Linked DNA regions of Aedes albopictus: region 2 is linked to region 1. A link is a contact called in public Hi-C data. All regions are on one chromosome and are shown on one strand. The core of a region is the stretch at or near the end of the contact, and the rest is flanking DNA. Distances in the headings are between cores, read along the strand shown. Region 1 holds the start of LOC134289550 (arrestin domain-containing protein 2-like). Region 2 holds the start of LOC134284116 (TATA-binding protein-associated factor 172).

Region 1 (7,672 bases), core at 2,580-5,079:
TTCTGTTTTCATAGCAGAACTCATTGCTTTGTATTTTACTTGTAACATGATCAAAGATTGTCCGCCCAATTTTTATACAATATGCTCTGACAGTTTCAGTTGTCTGAGTGCTTTGAATACTATCAAATTCAATTTCAAATCACATCATATCTTGTTGATGTTGAAAAAGATATTGTTTGATTTACATTATGAAGGATATGTTATTAAATTTGTTTGGGTTCCTGCTCATTGTAATATTTATGGCAATGAACAGGCGGATTTATTGGCAAAATTTGGTGTTATGCGTGGACAAATTTATCATCGTGATATATTTCCTTCTGAATATTATCCCAATCTGAGAAATTATTCTCTAAATGCTTGGCAAATCAATTGGAATTCTAGTGATAAAGGGCGATGGTGTCATTCAATATGTCCAAAGGTGAATCATTTTCCTTGGTTTAAAAATGTATCTGGGAGTAGAAATTTCATTTGTGCTTTTTCGAGATTGATATCCAATCATTATATTTGTAATAGTCATTGTAGATTCAAACTTATGCGAATGTGGCTTATCGTATGAAGACATTGATCACATTATAATTAATTGTTCTCGGTTTATTGCACCGAGGAAGATATTATATGATAGCCTAATTGCAGCAGGTTTTTCAATTCCTGTATCTATACGGGATATTTTGGGCTTAAAAAATGAACATATATTGAAACTTTTGTTCAAATTTCTAAATGAGATTGCCTATTTTGTTTGATACTGTTCCCCCTTTTTTTTGGTATTCTTTATTTTCAGCCTTGAAGATTCGTTTCTGATGACCCCCTGACCACCCCCCCCCCCTCCCCCATTAAGATTTCTGGATTTCCGGAGACTCGTTTTACGATTTGGCATGCTGTACTCTTTCAAGATAGCGGCTCCGTTATGGTTCATTGCCGTGTGAGCCTTTAGTTTTAAGTTATTTTTATAATGTTATTTGAAAAGAAAAAGAGGTTTTGTGCCTCTTTGAGAAAGATTTCGTTTTTGAAATGCCGAAATCACTCAAAGGGGGTTTTCCCTCTTTCTAAATTTCAAGTTAAAATAAACAATAACAATAGAAAGATTTAGACAATTATTTTTATAATCTGTTCAAATAAAAATGCCTCGGATTTTGCCAACTAATTTCTTCAACCCTCCTTTGACATTAGGGTCATTTTTTTTTCACCCAAACCCAACACTACGTCAGCGAGCTGCTGCCAACGTGATGCAAAAGGAAGGTTAAGAGTGTCAACTTAAACGACATAAAAATCCTCTATTTTTTCATAAAATTGAGCAAACTATTCTTGACGATTTCTGCCAGAAATCTGATATTCATGGTAGACACTGTGTCAAATACATTAATTCAGTAAAAATGCCATCTTTTTAACAAAACTGAGATAAGATCCATTTTTACTTTTGGGCTTGGAAAAGTGTTTCACCCTTCAATAGTCGCACTGTTTTTTTTTGTTCAAAACGTTGAAAAGGCTTGCCAGCACCAAGGCGGTGATATTGAACCGCATGACTAACGGAAGGTTAATATTTTCGAAAAAGAATTTCACGACATTTAAAAAAAATATAGGCATTAAGTTTAGTTTGAAGTAGGTATATCTCCGATTATTGATGTTTTAGGAAACTTTTCAAAAATGTCTTCCAAAATTGTGGATTATATTGTCTCTAGCTTATATTGTCTCTAAAGATGTTTAAAGATGAACAAAACTATGAATTTTCAGAAATTTGATGTGCAATTAATCTTTTTATGACATGTATGTAGGTTATTATGATGAAAAAGAAGTTTAGAGCTGATCCAGAATCAGTTAAACTGGCTCACAAAAGTTTCGAAGCTCATTCATATTTCATTACTGAAAAATTATCCAAAATACACTGCCCTTCTAAGCCATGTCGTTTTCAATGCAAGTCGCATTTTTCTCACTCACTTAGCCATTTGTAGTTAATATGATATTTTTCCGATCTTGTTTAACCAATCGATATGCCACGATAACGTTAAGCATCTTTCTAATACTCCCTTTGAGATTATAACTTTAGTTAGAGCGGTAGTGTTAAAATATGTGAAGTTTCTGATCACTATTCGTCATTAGGGTGACCATTTCCAAGAAAAGGTGGTCCAACAAATCAAAGTTCTTCAAAACTAAAAAAATTAAAAATGAAAAAGTCATCAGGTCGATTTAAAATTTCTGTTTTTTTTTTTTAAGATAGTGAATTGTAGTTTTCAGAAAAATATATATTGAAAGGTTAAGGAGCAATAAATATGTAAAATCAGAAAATTTGATATAACATAGGTATTAACAATTCAACGATGCATATTTTTTTAGCATTTGCGATTTTTTTAAATGAAATGTAATATTTTCCCATATTAGACATTTTCTTAATTTATTTTTTTTTCGAATCACTATAAATCTATAGATATAAAAATACTAGGTTTCACTAAAAATGGAACACAATCCAGAGTTTTATGAAGATTTACAATATGAGAGAGTTTTAGGGTAGCAAGTACTTAAATATATTTGGCATTCTAGTTTCAAAAAATCATGTCCCAAAACTAGAAAAACATAGTGCGCCTGTACCAGTTATCGCACTACCTAACGAAAACTATTTCTTAAAAAAAAAAAATAAGAAGATTGACAAAAGTTGTCAATCAAAATATGTCTTTTGGCATTTGATTAGTTTTCATACTTTACAGGAAAAATATAGAAATAGCCAAAACTATTTTAAGTATTTATTACGGCGTGTGCCAATGATAGGAATAGCCTAATGAAATGATAGATATGATAGATTTCGCTAGGTAGCGAACAAGATAGAATTTGTGATGAAAACAGAACAATACATTAGGCAGTCGGGTGCCTGAAACTTTTGCCAGTCTTGGTAAGGTGGTATGAACTACCAACCAAGCCGATCTGTTTAAAAGCACAGGTCGCACGGCAGAAGTTTCACGCATTCGATGTATTCGTTCAATACATGGCCTACTTGCCTAATTTCACCTTCTATAAAATTTTCACACTTGTTCGCTACCTAGCGAAATCTATCATATCTATCATTTCATTATCCACTTTGATCTCTACTCCCTTATACTTTGAGTAGAAAGAGACCGATATAGCCACAAAATCATCAAGTTCTTAGTGATATAGTTCTTCATACTGGGGGATGTGTATGCATTGTTTGTGATTTTCTGCTTGATTTTTTTTAAATACCCCGAGTATTTGATTTTTTTATATCTAGAAATCAATAAAGCATCAAGCAATTCTATTAAATTCGTTTCAATTTTAGAATTATAATAAAAAACAATTTCAGTACCAAATCCCCTTGAAGACAAGAAGATGACTCGCTATAATGAAAATTTTTAAATAAACATCCACGGGAATTTGGCGCAGGATATAAATTTATCTATCCAATTAGGGTCTCTCTGCCTGCCAGACTACAGAGATAATGCGCCTCAAAATTGTAACAGCTATTTTTGCACCTGATCTACTTAGAAGAAACCCCCGTTTTCACGCGAAGGTCAACTCACCTCGAAATTTCTTCTTTTTATCCAAAGTAATCACAATGGTCCCGTTGACGGTATCTCCCGGTCGATAAACCCCGGACGAACTGTTATCGAATCGAATTTCGCACTTGACGTGTTTGGAATCCTTCGTTTGGGCTGTCATCCTCCTCGGACAGTCTGATGGGTACGTTTCCGTCCGTTTTAGCTAACTGCTGCGTTGGTAGAAACGGTGTTGGAGGAGCTACTGCCGAAGTGTACTGGTTCAAGATTTGCACAGGACTAGACGACTGGCAACGGTTCGGTCCGGTCTCTTCTTGGTTGCTATTTGTAATGGGAAGCAACAATTTGTTTACGCTTATCTTCCCTCGCACGCGGCGATAATGTTGCGTTATCACTCCCGTGAACGGGGGGCTGGCTGCATGAGCGGATTCAGACCGGGAGGGGTGAAGGCATGGAAAAGATATCTGATGGATACTGGGAAACAGAAGAAGAAATGTCTAGCAAACCTTAGAATGTTGTGAAGATTTTAACTTATCACATAAATAAGCAAATTTCTAGTTAATAACGTTTTTATATACAAAATAAATAATAATATAAAACTTCAAGACTTCATGGAACAACGGACAAGAATTGGAACATGGAAAGTTTTAGCAACAACATGGACAATGAGCGTGTCATGGAAATGCATGGTCTTGGAGAAATTATTCAAAGATTTTGAGGCTTGAAGAAGACGGAATATACGTCGAATCGTCGGAATGTCGATACAATAGTCCTTTTAGCTGCTTAGAAGGATGAAAGAAACTTTCCAAAAAATCAGCAATCACAGTCGAAACTATTAAATTATTTCTAAATGATCAACTAAAACGTTAGTTAGAGCACTTCGAACAACTTCTTCAAGTTTCAACGACAGATAAGCGATCGACATCTCGGCATGAACCGCCTAGGTACGGTGCATCACCCGCGTCAACTCTGGAGCACCATCACTGTATTGATTGAAACAACCTGAAGGACTAAAAGAGCAAGGGTGAGAACGTCTATTCGGTTCAGCATGACAGAAAAGAATGAGTTTATTAAAGGTAATCTAACGGTGCCCTACTAGAGCGGAGGAGTAGAACTTTGGTTGAGCGCGCTTAAGCAAGCTATTTGATGCCGGCCTGGAGAAGCGATTCTGGGCAGAGACAGTTGTTACGGCGGCGGCCTGTATCGTTACTCTCCAGAAGTTCGTCGGTAAACGGCCTGACCTGTCACACCCACGCATTTTTGTAAGGCGAATGATACGGAAATGGCAAGGATGACAGGCGAAGGAGACAAAAAAGGAAGAAAAAAAGACCAAAATGGGATGAGAAGTCAGAATGATCAATGCTCAGTGAAAATTCGGTGGCGTACAGAGACGTAGCAGTCAGCCATGACATGATCTCTTTCTAGATGAACTTTTCGAAATGATTGTGCAGAACGAGGTTGCAGAGGAAGAGCTCGTAGACGGCAAAGAGGATGACCGATCCCCGCAGATGAACTTAGCGAGCCAGATTCCGAGGAGCTCAGAGATGCTAATGATACGCTGATCGGTGCCGATCTACAAGCTGCTGCGCTCCCTCCACAGCAGCGATCGTTGGAAAGGTGCAATGGCAGAGAAGTATCAAGCGTTGATAAACAACCGAAACCGGGAGTTAAGCGATCTGCCAGAAGGATGGAAAGCTCTCCGTTGCAAGTGGGTGTATAAGGTGAAGACAAACTCCGACGGATCTATCAAAAGATGCAAGGCCGCAAAGGCTATTCTCAAGTTACGGGCGTCGATTATGAAGCGACGAAGATATGTACTCGCCCGTATTTCACCATCCGTTATCTGATGCCGCTAGCCACTAGTCTGGATTTGAAGGTACACCAGATGGATGCAGTGACCGCGTTTCTGCAAGGTGAGCTAGGAAATGAAGCCTACATACAGCAGCCCAGTTGTCCGAGAAATGCCTGCAAGTTGATGAAAGCTTTGTACGTACTGAAACAGACAAGCAAAATCTGGAACCAGAACTTGATGGAGAGCTGAAGTGGTTTGGATTGGCACGTGCGTCTACTGTGGTATTGTGGCCGCGTACATATGTCGACGACCTTCTGATATTTGCGAAGAGCCAGTACAAGGTCAATGAATTGAAGAAGTTCATAGGAGGTCTTTAGTTCCTATTTGTTTGCCGCTAATTAATTCTGTAGTGACCCGGGAAAATGCATTGGATAGCCGTAAAGCGTATTTAGCGGTACCTAGTAAAAGGGACGTGAGATCTGCAGCTCATCTACAGCAAGCAAGCAGAAGAACATTTCATCGGATTCTGTGAAGCGGACTGAGGGAAGCAATGTTGAGACGCGACGTTCCATCGCTGGATCATTTTCATGCAATCAGGAGGATCGATTTCATGGATCTGTTAACGACAGTTAAAAGTGGCCTTGTTAACAACGGAAGCCGAATACATGGCCGTCTGTATTAGGCAGCAGCACTAGCGATTTGATGGCGAGGACTATGACAGGAGCTATGGGGAGTATTGGAGGAGATCACCATATATTGCGACAACAAAAGGGCATCCAAGCTAGGTGGGAAAGAAGTCGGTTACTCACCACGGAGTAAGGACAAAACCAATGGCACAAATGTCCCAAATGGAGGATAACGTGTCTCTGTAGCCGTCCTTCTGAAGGACATAGACTAGTCATCCGTCATTATTTCGTCCGTGAGAAGGTCTAAAAAGCTCAAAGCTTACCCCTATCCGCGCAAAAGTTGCATCAACTGAATATTTACGCTATCAGTATGCCATCATAAATCGATATCAACAGAAATTCTAGAACGTAAATGGAGGTGGGTCGAGCACACACTACGAAAAGGTGGAGACGAAATATGGGCCCAGGTTAAGGCTAAAGCAAGCAGCCGCCCTGAATGAAGATAGTTTACTAAGGAGTCGAGGCACAAATTTCCCAAATGGAGGAGAACGTGCCTCTAGAGCCGACCTACTGAAGGAGTCGAAGTAGACTAGTTTCTCCACCATTTCGAAGGTATCCCCATCTATCGTAACACGCTGCTGTCAAGGATTGTCCTGTTTCGCTCAGTTCCGCCTACTAGCATGTACTTTGTTTTTGATGCATTCATCTCCAATCCTACCTTTGCTGCTTCGCGCTTTAGGTGGGAGTACAGCTCTACCACTGTTCTAAATGTTCTGGATATAATATCAATGTCTTTGCGGACGATGCATAAATTGATCGCAGTGAAGGTCTGGTCCGTTGCCGACCGGCCGTCGATTAAATTGGATTGATAACTTCCCACGAACTCATTCGTTTTAGGTTGCAGACGTCGGAAGATGATCTGGGGTAGCACTTTGTAGTAGGCATTCAAAATGGTAATCGCTCTGAAGTTCTCACATCCCAAATGGTCTCCTTTCTTGTGGCTGGGGCAGTTTACCCTTTACTTCCACTCCTTCGGTAGCTGTTCGGTTTCTTGTATTCTGGGCTCATCCTGATGAGTTCAGCTGCGAATTCATTATTATCAACAGCTTTCTTAGTTTTGAGATGGTGAATCCTTATAACTTCCCTCACCATTTTAGTGCGAATGAAGTATTGCTTCTGTACTTTCCAATCACCACACGTCCGTTCGTCAAGAAGCTCCAGAACTTATTCTTATAGATTTCGGCTCGCGGCACGAATTCGTTGCGGAATGCGCTGAGCTTCTGGTAGAACGTCCGTGTTTCTTGTAAATGGCACAGCAGTTCCATTTCCTTGCACTCCGCTTCTTCCTTTTTTTCTGCCGAAAGATGCGGGTCTGCTGTTTTCCTTCTGTTTGTATAGTTCCACGTTCTGCCGCGTTCCTTACTGCAGCATTACCGCCCGCGCTGCGGTTTCCTCCAAACCATTCGTTCTGGTCGAGAAGTTCTCTAGATCTCTCTCTTCTTGGCGTAACGTCCTCATTGGGACAAAGCCTGCTTCTCAGCTTAGTGTTCTATGAGCACTTCCACAGTTATTAACTGAGAGCTTCCTCTGCCAATGACCATTTTGCATGCGTATATCGTGTGGCAGGCACGAAGATACTCTATGCCCAAGGAAGTCAAGGAAATTTCCTTTACGAAAAGATCCTGGACCGACCGGGAATCGAACCCGTCACCCTCAGCATGGTCATGCTGAATACCCGTGCGTTTACCGCCTCGGCT
Region 2 (7,672 bases), core at 2,063-4,562, 850 kb after region 1:
AGAAATTCCCAAGTAGTTCCTGAAGAAATTTCCGAGAAACTCCTTGATCATTTCCCATGGGACTCCTGGAAGAATTTCCAAGAAACTTCTTGAGAAATTCCCGATGAACTTCTGGAGGAATTTCCGAGGATCTCCTGGAAATATTCTCGGGAATGTATGGATGAACTTTTTAGGAGCTCTTGGTGGAATTTGCGACCATCTGCTAGTGAAATTTTCATAGAACTCCTGAAACCTAAAGATTTTTTTTAAGTTATATTTGAAAGATTCTTCCAATAAAAACTTTCAGATGCATATTGTTGAAACTGTGAAGGAATCCCTTCAAGAAGTCTTAAGAAAAATAGAGAAACCCCTGAAGAAATCATTAGCCGACATCTCATGAATACATTAGTTTATTTTTGAAATATTTTGACTGTCCCAAAACGTTGAAAGTCCTCCATAAACTTTCTCAAATATATGCCTCAAGATCTACAAGCACAATCGATAGGTTGTTGTTACATAAATGATACGGTGCAACATCCCACAGACACATTCTACCGTGACGTTACAACGTTTTGACGCCTTTTTATTCAGATTTTTCACCATAACTCATAAATACTTTACCATGTACTTTACGGTTGTATGTAATGCAAAAATAATATTCAGATTCCTTGTAAAATTCGCAGTAAATATGATCTGTGAAACATTTAGTTTTCATTGGAAAAGTTTGCTCAAAATGGCAATTACTAATTACAACGTTGTAACGTCACGCTACTAATTCCAAATTTAAACAAGCTTTTCAATGAAAAGTGATGTCATATGCTTCTGTAGAGAACTAATGTTTAAAGATGTTCTTCGCCCAGTCAGTCATCCAAGAATGTCCGTGAGTAAAAGCCTCAAGATGTACACGTACAATCAATTAATTGTTGTTATATTAGTAATAGAATGCGACATCTTATTGATCCATGGAGCATTGTTTGGTAAAGAACGAATTTCTACCGATGTTGTATATCCTCTAAGAACCGAGCCAAGAACCTCGACCACAAAATGACATAAGATCTAAAAGCGTAAACGATGGATTGTTGATACTTTACGCATACGGTGCAATATGGGCCTGCCCATAAACTACGTAGACTCGTATTTGAAGGGGGGGCTGTTCGGTCAGTCTACGCTCTATCTTCTTCTTCTTCTTTATGGATCTACGTCCCAACTGGGACTTGGCCTGCCTCGCTTCAACTTAGTGTTCTTTGAGCACTTCCACAGTTATTAATTGAAGGGCTTTCTTTGCCTGCCATTGCATAAAATTGTTTATGTGAGGCAAGTACAATGGTATACTATGCCCAGGGAGTCGAGAAAATTTTCCCGACCGAACGGGAATCGAACCCGCCGTCTTCGGATTGGCGATCCATAGCCTTAACCATTAGGCTAACTGGAGACTCCATACAAATTTAGAAAATTTTGTATGAGAAAAAAACCTACCAGGGGGGAGGGGGATCTGAGATAGGCGAAAGCGAGTCTACGTAGTTTATGGGCAGCGCCTACCCTACAGGTTCATGGAGCATTGTGCTGAAGAGAACAAATTTCCAAGATATTATAGAACGTCCGCAATTAAAGGCCATAAGAATAAGAGTTGTCGTTACATCACTGATGCGGAGCAACATTTCATAAAACATAGTTCTGTAAAGGACTTGTTTCCAAAGATGCTCTAGATCCTCCAAGAACTTCTGCAAGTGAAGGTCGTATAATCTACAAGGGAAACTTTTTTTTCTTATTTTGTTGATTCGGTGTTAGAGTCTTTTTAGATGTTAATGCCTACAACTAAAAGGGTTAAAAGAGTGGACCTAATGTATTTAGAGATAAAGACAAATTCATATAGTTTGTACGGATAGGTGTAAAATTAGGCAAACATGATACACATATTTACATATATCATTTATTATTGTGGGTTTACTTCGAACATGAATTCCTAGGGAATTTGCTTGGACTGTTCGGGAATTGCCGTTCAATTTCAAGGGGCGTTTACATGTGTTCTAGTATTGTCTATCCGGTTGGAATCAAGACAGACATTTAATCAAAAATTGCCATATTCTTGATCCACAATTGGCGCAACTGTTTCGCATATAGTGCGCTGACGCCAATGGGAAGGATGCGCACTACTTTTGCCATGTTTCAAAAACGTCGCGAGTTGGGTCGCGTTGTGGCTTGATTGTGCGACGTCCGGTTTGGTGGCGGCCCGACAATATGATATTCTTCTAAGTTAATGCGCTTATTATTTTAAACGACTTTTAGAAAAGATTAAATGTTATAGTGAAAATTTATTTATTTATTTATTTGTTCACCATCTTCAACTTCAAAAGTTGTAGACTGATTTTCTATGAAACACTCATCAAAAATATTAATGCTGAACTATTAAATATAAATTTCCCAAAAATTCTTACAACGAAAACTTTTCATCTCCGTAAGTTCTTCCAAAAAGACATCGCTCATCCATCAGCTGGCAGCATAAGCAGTATAAAAGAAATGTCAGACTGGATCAAAACAAACGACACCGACCGAGAGAGAAAATTTCTCGCACGTGTTGCTCCTACGTTAAATTTGTCAGAACGTTGTGTCAGTTTGGCAACTGTCTGGCTCTTCAATCGAACAACGATTTCAGCAATGACGATCCCAATTCGTCGTTTTCAGTTTGCAAATCCGCGCACAATAACCCCTGCTTGCTGAAAAAGTTTTATGATAATCATTAGCATCCATTAATATCACGCTAAAATTTAAAAATTTCGACTCCCCTCTCTCCTTTTTTCGGGGTTTTCATATTCCTAATACATATGGTTTGTCACACTTTCACAAACCCCCCTCTTCCCTAGAATCGTGGCATGGAGGAAGGTAAACTTACAAAAACGTTGTCGAAGACACTGTTCATTTTAATTTATTGTGTGCATCAATGCCAATTTGATCTAACTAACCATATACGATCGCCCAGTTGCAAAACCTAAAAAAGATAATTGTAATTTAAAACTGTACAACGATTAATTTCTTCCTAACCATCACCGGGAAACAAAGGGTCAACTTTTGCTGAAACAACTCATGCAGTCCCCTCGGTCGCTTGCATGACAGCTGCCAAACTTGCAATGACAACCAGCTGTCATTAGCTGATACGCCATTGCGGCATCAATTAGCGATCAGCTGTTTTGATTGAGCAGCTAATAATTTTGGGCTGATTTGCTTGAAGTGGATCAAGAAACGCTATTTGCAATGTATTGTTGGTATAATCATTTGTTCCAATTTATGGAAAAATTGTTTGGAATACAGAAAAATGCTGCTTAGTGCCAACAAATTGATAATTAACGGCGTAAACAAACCAACACACGAGCCGTCGATCTGTCAGCCGTCCCTTTTGACAGCTCACCAATACCAGCGCCTCGGTGTACCACTACAGAGACAAAAAATGAAAGAAATTAACTTGCAGTTGTGGAATGGCGAACAGTATAAATTTGAACCTCGACGATGCAGGATTTCTCTGAAAAATCAATTTCCCCCCTAGGTTCTCCGGTGATAGTGACAGTGTTTTGTGATTTTCTAGTGAATGGTTCTGTGAATCTGCTGCCTTCTCCTGTTATCATTGGCAAGTTTCCAGCAGCACATGCAACAAAGGCAGCAATAGGGTGGTGTAGAAGTGGTACTAGATCGGTAGTGGGCCGTGGAAAACCGAAAGTGCGATTTAAATCGAAGCAAATAGCTGGCGCCGGAAGTGAGGAGCGGAAGAAGATCGGCCAGTGTTCTAGGTGTGTTGTGTGACCAAGAAGGGTTGATCCTGTTTTGATCCCCCCCGAGTTGTGCTGAAGGGCAAACAGGTACCTATTTCCGCTTGGATTTTGGTGAAAAAATGGGGAAAATTGGATCATCCTAGACCGAGACATGATGCCGTGCGAACACCGGAAGTGCATCAATCGAAGGAACAAACCAGACACGCAGCTGCAAAAGGACTCAGGAAAGGTAGGTCGTTGCTTATTTTCCGTCGTCGTCGTCTCCTATCTAGTACCTAGGGTGAACACGATCGTCCAATGTCTGCCGTGTGTCTCTACAGTCAGTCAGTCAGTCAGTGTGATGACGACGTTTGTGAGTGCGTGTGCATTTTTCAGTCTACGTCTTTTTTTGCTCCATTCTTCTTCCATCCAATAGCATTTAATATAGAGAGCGTTCCATGCGAAAGCGGCACAACGTTTGGCGGTACTGTTTTCAATTATTCTAGAAACAGTATATGAAGTGTTTAAGGACAAACGTCTTGAAATCCCGCTCAAACATCGCATCAAAACTTCAGAAGCACAAATCTTCAAACAAAAGTGCATTTTATTATTATGTTCTTGCTCACTTGTAATAAGCTTAAAATAAGAAACTCAGGTGCGCTGGGTTTGTTTATGAAGAGATTTGTGCGCTCGAGATCGTGAGTAGGTGCCAAAGTCGGCCATTGTGGCCATTTTGGGTTTCTAACAAGTCTGTCCTTAAAATACAAACAACTAATATTACGGCTTTGTTTTGTTTACATCACCGCTTTGCAACACAGGTTAGGGGTGATTTGTGTTTATGTTGTGGTTTAAGAATTGTTTGATAACTACATAATATTACTTACTTTTACTTTAAATTAAACATTCGACACAATCACTGCCCGACTAGAAGATTCTAACAAAAATATAACATAATTATAACAAACCATGATATTTATAACTCATTGTGATATAATCATGTTTAACATAATTGGTGTTTAAAAATATTATAACTCAATTGTATCATATTATGTTATGAATGTTGTTCAATAACTCAAATACTGAAATAATTTAGTTCTGATTCTTTGACATTCAGAACATCATTTTACACAATTGTATCAAAATATGATAGAAACTAATTTTCTTGGAGCTAAAATTTGTATCATATTGTGTTATAATTTTGTTATGATTATATTGCGATTTTTTTTCGACTTAGACTTCGATGCAATAAACTTCGTCGTACTCATGTTTCGCTTTCGATTTCGCTGTCACTCTCAGTCTCAGGGTTTTTGAAACTCGCCCGATAATGTGACAGTTTTCGCCGGCCGTCTCAATGTTTACTATTAAGGTCATTTGTTCTCGGTCCACCAGCTGGTCATGTTTACACCACAAAACAATCTGGTTCACCGATGTTTACTCTCTCTCTCTCTCTCTTCTTGGCGTAACGTCCTCATTGGGACAAAGCCTGCTTCTCAGCTTAGTGTTCTATGAGCACTTCCACAGTTATTAACTGAGAGCTTCCTCTGCCAATGACCATTTTGCATGCGCATATCGTGTGGCAGGCACGAAGATACTCTATGCCCAAGGAAGTCAAGGAAATTTCCTTTACGAAAAGATCCTGGACCGACCGGGAATCGAACCCGTCACCCTCAGCATGGTCATGCTGAATACCCGTGCGTTTACCGCCTCGGCTATATGGGCCCGATGTTTACGTTCATCCTTATTGTTCTCGGCTACCAGCTGTTTATGTTTTCGCCTGAATCGGGGAAAGAATGCGAAAATGTGTCATAAATGTTAGGTTAGCACCATAATATGGCGAATTCAATTTCGTCGCCAAAGTCTGATTATTCGTAAGAAATACAATAACGAAATAGGTTATTATTTTGATTAGACCGTTGTATTTTTTGTTACAGTTTTAGTTTTTTTTTAAATCTCTTTATTTGGTAGGCCCATGCGCCAAAAAAACTTAACGGGGCCGAATTTACTATTTACACATTTCAGTAGACAAGTTCGAATCACAGCCATTCTGTGATTCCTGAGTTGCACACAACTTTTTTTTATCTTTCCTACGCTTCGTTGACAGCCGCCGCTTGTTGGTGCCATCGTAGGTCTCGTATGGTGAAGTTGAACTGTCGTTCCCGTCGTCATCGTCGTCGTCTTCATTCGTGCTCTGCTGTTCGGTTTGGTTCGTTGAAATGGTAGTCGTTTTGGTCTCTTGTTCGGCAAGTGTAGGGGCATCTGGGGTAATATGCACCGTCGAGGCAAAACGCACCCCCTTGATTTTTCAGGAATTATCGATTTTGGGGCTTTGAAACCTTGTAAGTCAAATAGAGCGTCCCTTTAAATGAGCACCTGAAAAATTTTACGTATCTGCGTTACGTAATTAGTGAGAAAAAATAATAACATCAAAAAGCAGGTTTCTGATGTAATTTTCCCGATCGTTTATCGAACGATTTGATGGTGAAAACTGACCAAATATCTTGAGCTGTTGTGTTTATTTAGCTGATTGAGGGCAATACTAAGCGTAGGAAGAATAACTTAAACAGTAATGTACGTGGATTATATATTTTAAACAATTTTATTTTTTACTCTTGATTGGGGCAATATGCACTCCATGTGTTGGGGCAAAACGCACCTATAGAAAACAAGCAGTAATAATATCTATGAGTACTCTGTCAGTAATCGCAAATGAAATTGAGCTATTAATCGTCTTAAAACCATAGAAAACATGCACTTTCTTTGAGAAGGAAAAATATTTATAAACTCGACAGTGCATCTTGCCCCAATGTTGTGGTGCGTCTTGCCCCTTTGTTTGAGTGCATCCTGCCCCAATGTTGTAGTGCATTTTACCCCGAGCATGGGTGCATACTGCCCCGCATAATCATACGAAGCCGTAATGTTGGTCTTTACAAAAAACGTTATTTTCAAAAGCTGAACTATATGAAGGCTGAAATTTTGTTCGATATTGCTTAGAATGATAGTATTTGCAAAGAATGCATGCATTAAAACAATAAATTATTGCCCTTTTATATGCATTTGGACGCATCTTCCTTAACTGGTGCGTATTACCCCAGAATCCCCTACGTCTGCTTCTTGCTACAATCTCGATGAAAGAATCACTTACATCAGGGGAAGATTCGCTGGATTGACTGCACATCGGTGGAAAATCAGCTTCGGTGAATATCGGTTCGCTTGATGGGGCACTTACTGCTGCTGCTGCTGGTGCTGTAGTTGTTGTTTGGGTTTCGGGTGCGCTCACATCCAAACATCTCTGCTTTGGATGTACTGGTTTGGAGCATCGCCTACAGGTTCTGACCTGCAGGGTGGCCACCCAGTCGGGAATTTCGGGAAAACCGGGAAAAGCTCGGGAATTCGAAACCACCGGGAAAAAGTCGGGAAAACCTCGGGAATTGTTGCTAGCCACCGGGAATTTCCAAAATTGTAAAATTTGTTCAGTCTCCAGAAGCATAAGTACGAGAATCTGTGGGAAAAGCAGTCAACAGCTGTTGAACCATATAACATAGTAGGTGAACTGGCGTAAAAACCATTCTTGGAAATTATTATAAAGTTAATCACAGTGATGTTGCCTAACATCACAATTTGAACATTTTCAAAGATATTCTAAAGAACATTCTGGTGGAAAGACTGGTTGAGACACATTCAAATATTTATAGATTCATATGTCACTTGTATCTCAGGATGTACATGGTCCTGAAAACATCAAGCGTCCTATAAAAGTTTTCTAAAACATAACAAAAATTATTACCTCTTTTTAAAAAAATATCCTTGTACAATCTCTAGGAGAATACTTGATGTAGCCTTTGTCCTTTGAGCGAAAAGTCTGGAAAATTTGGATAGGATGCTGATAAAATTTTGAATCAATGAATGAATTTCCCCAAGAATAAATTACAATTAAAAATGATGAAATTCTGGAT

Evidence for each region. A called contact is a pair of places that touch in the nucleus more often than the background predicts.
Region 2: a Hi-C map of embryo shows a contact between it and region 1, with 8 times the contacts expected there. The contact joins the promoter of LOC134284116 here to the promoter of LOC134289550 in region 1. A contact is called at or near these places in 3 of 3 Hi-C or Micro-C datasets (embryo, whole body and whole pupa).

The regions. Positions count from the first base shown.
Region 1 is chr3:83,639,310-83,646,981 of AalbF5, forward strand. LOC134289550 (arrestin domain-containing protein 2-like) reads right to left here and starts at 3,830. Exons shown (of 2, transcript XM_062855508.1): 1 at 3,522-3,830. The coding sequence starts at 3,660. The region is part of intron 1 of LOC134289551 (arrestin domain-containing protein 3-like); the gene reads left to right.
Region 2 is chr3:84,485,800-84,493,471 of AalbF5, forward strand. It overlaps LOC134284116 (TATA-binding protein-associated factor 172), which reads left to right and starts at 3,313. Exons shown (of 7, transcript XM_062842421.1): 1 at 3,313-3,969.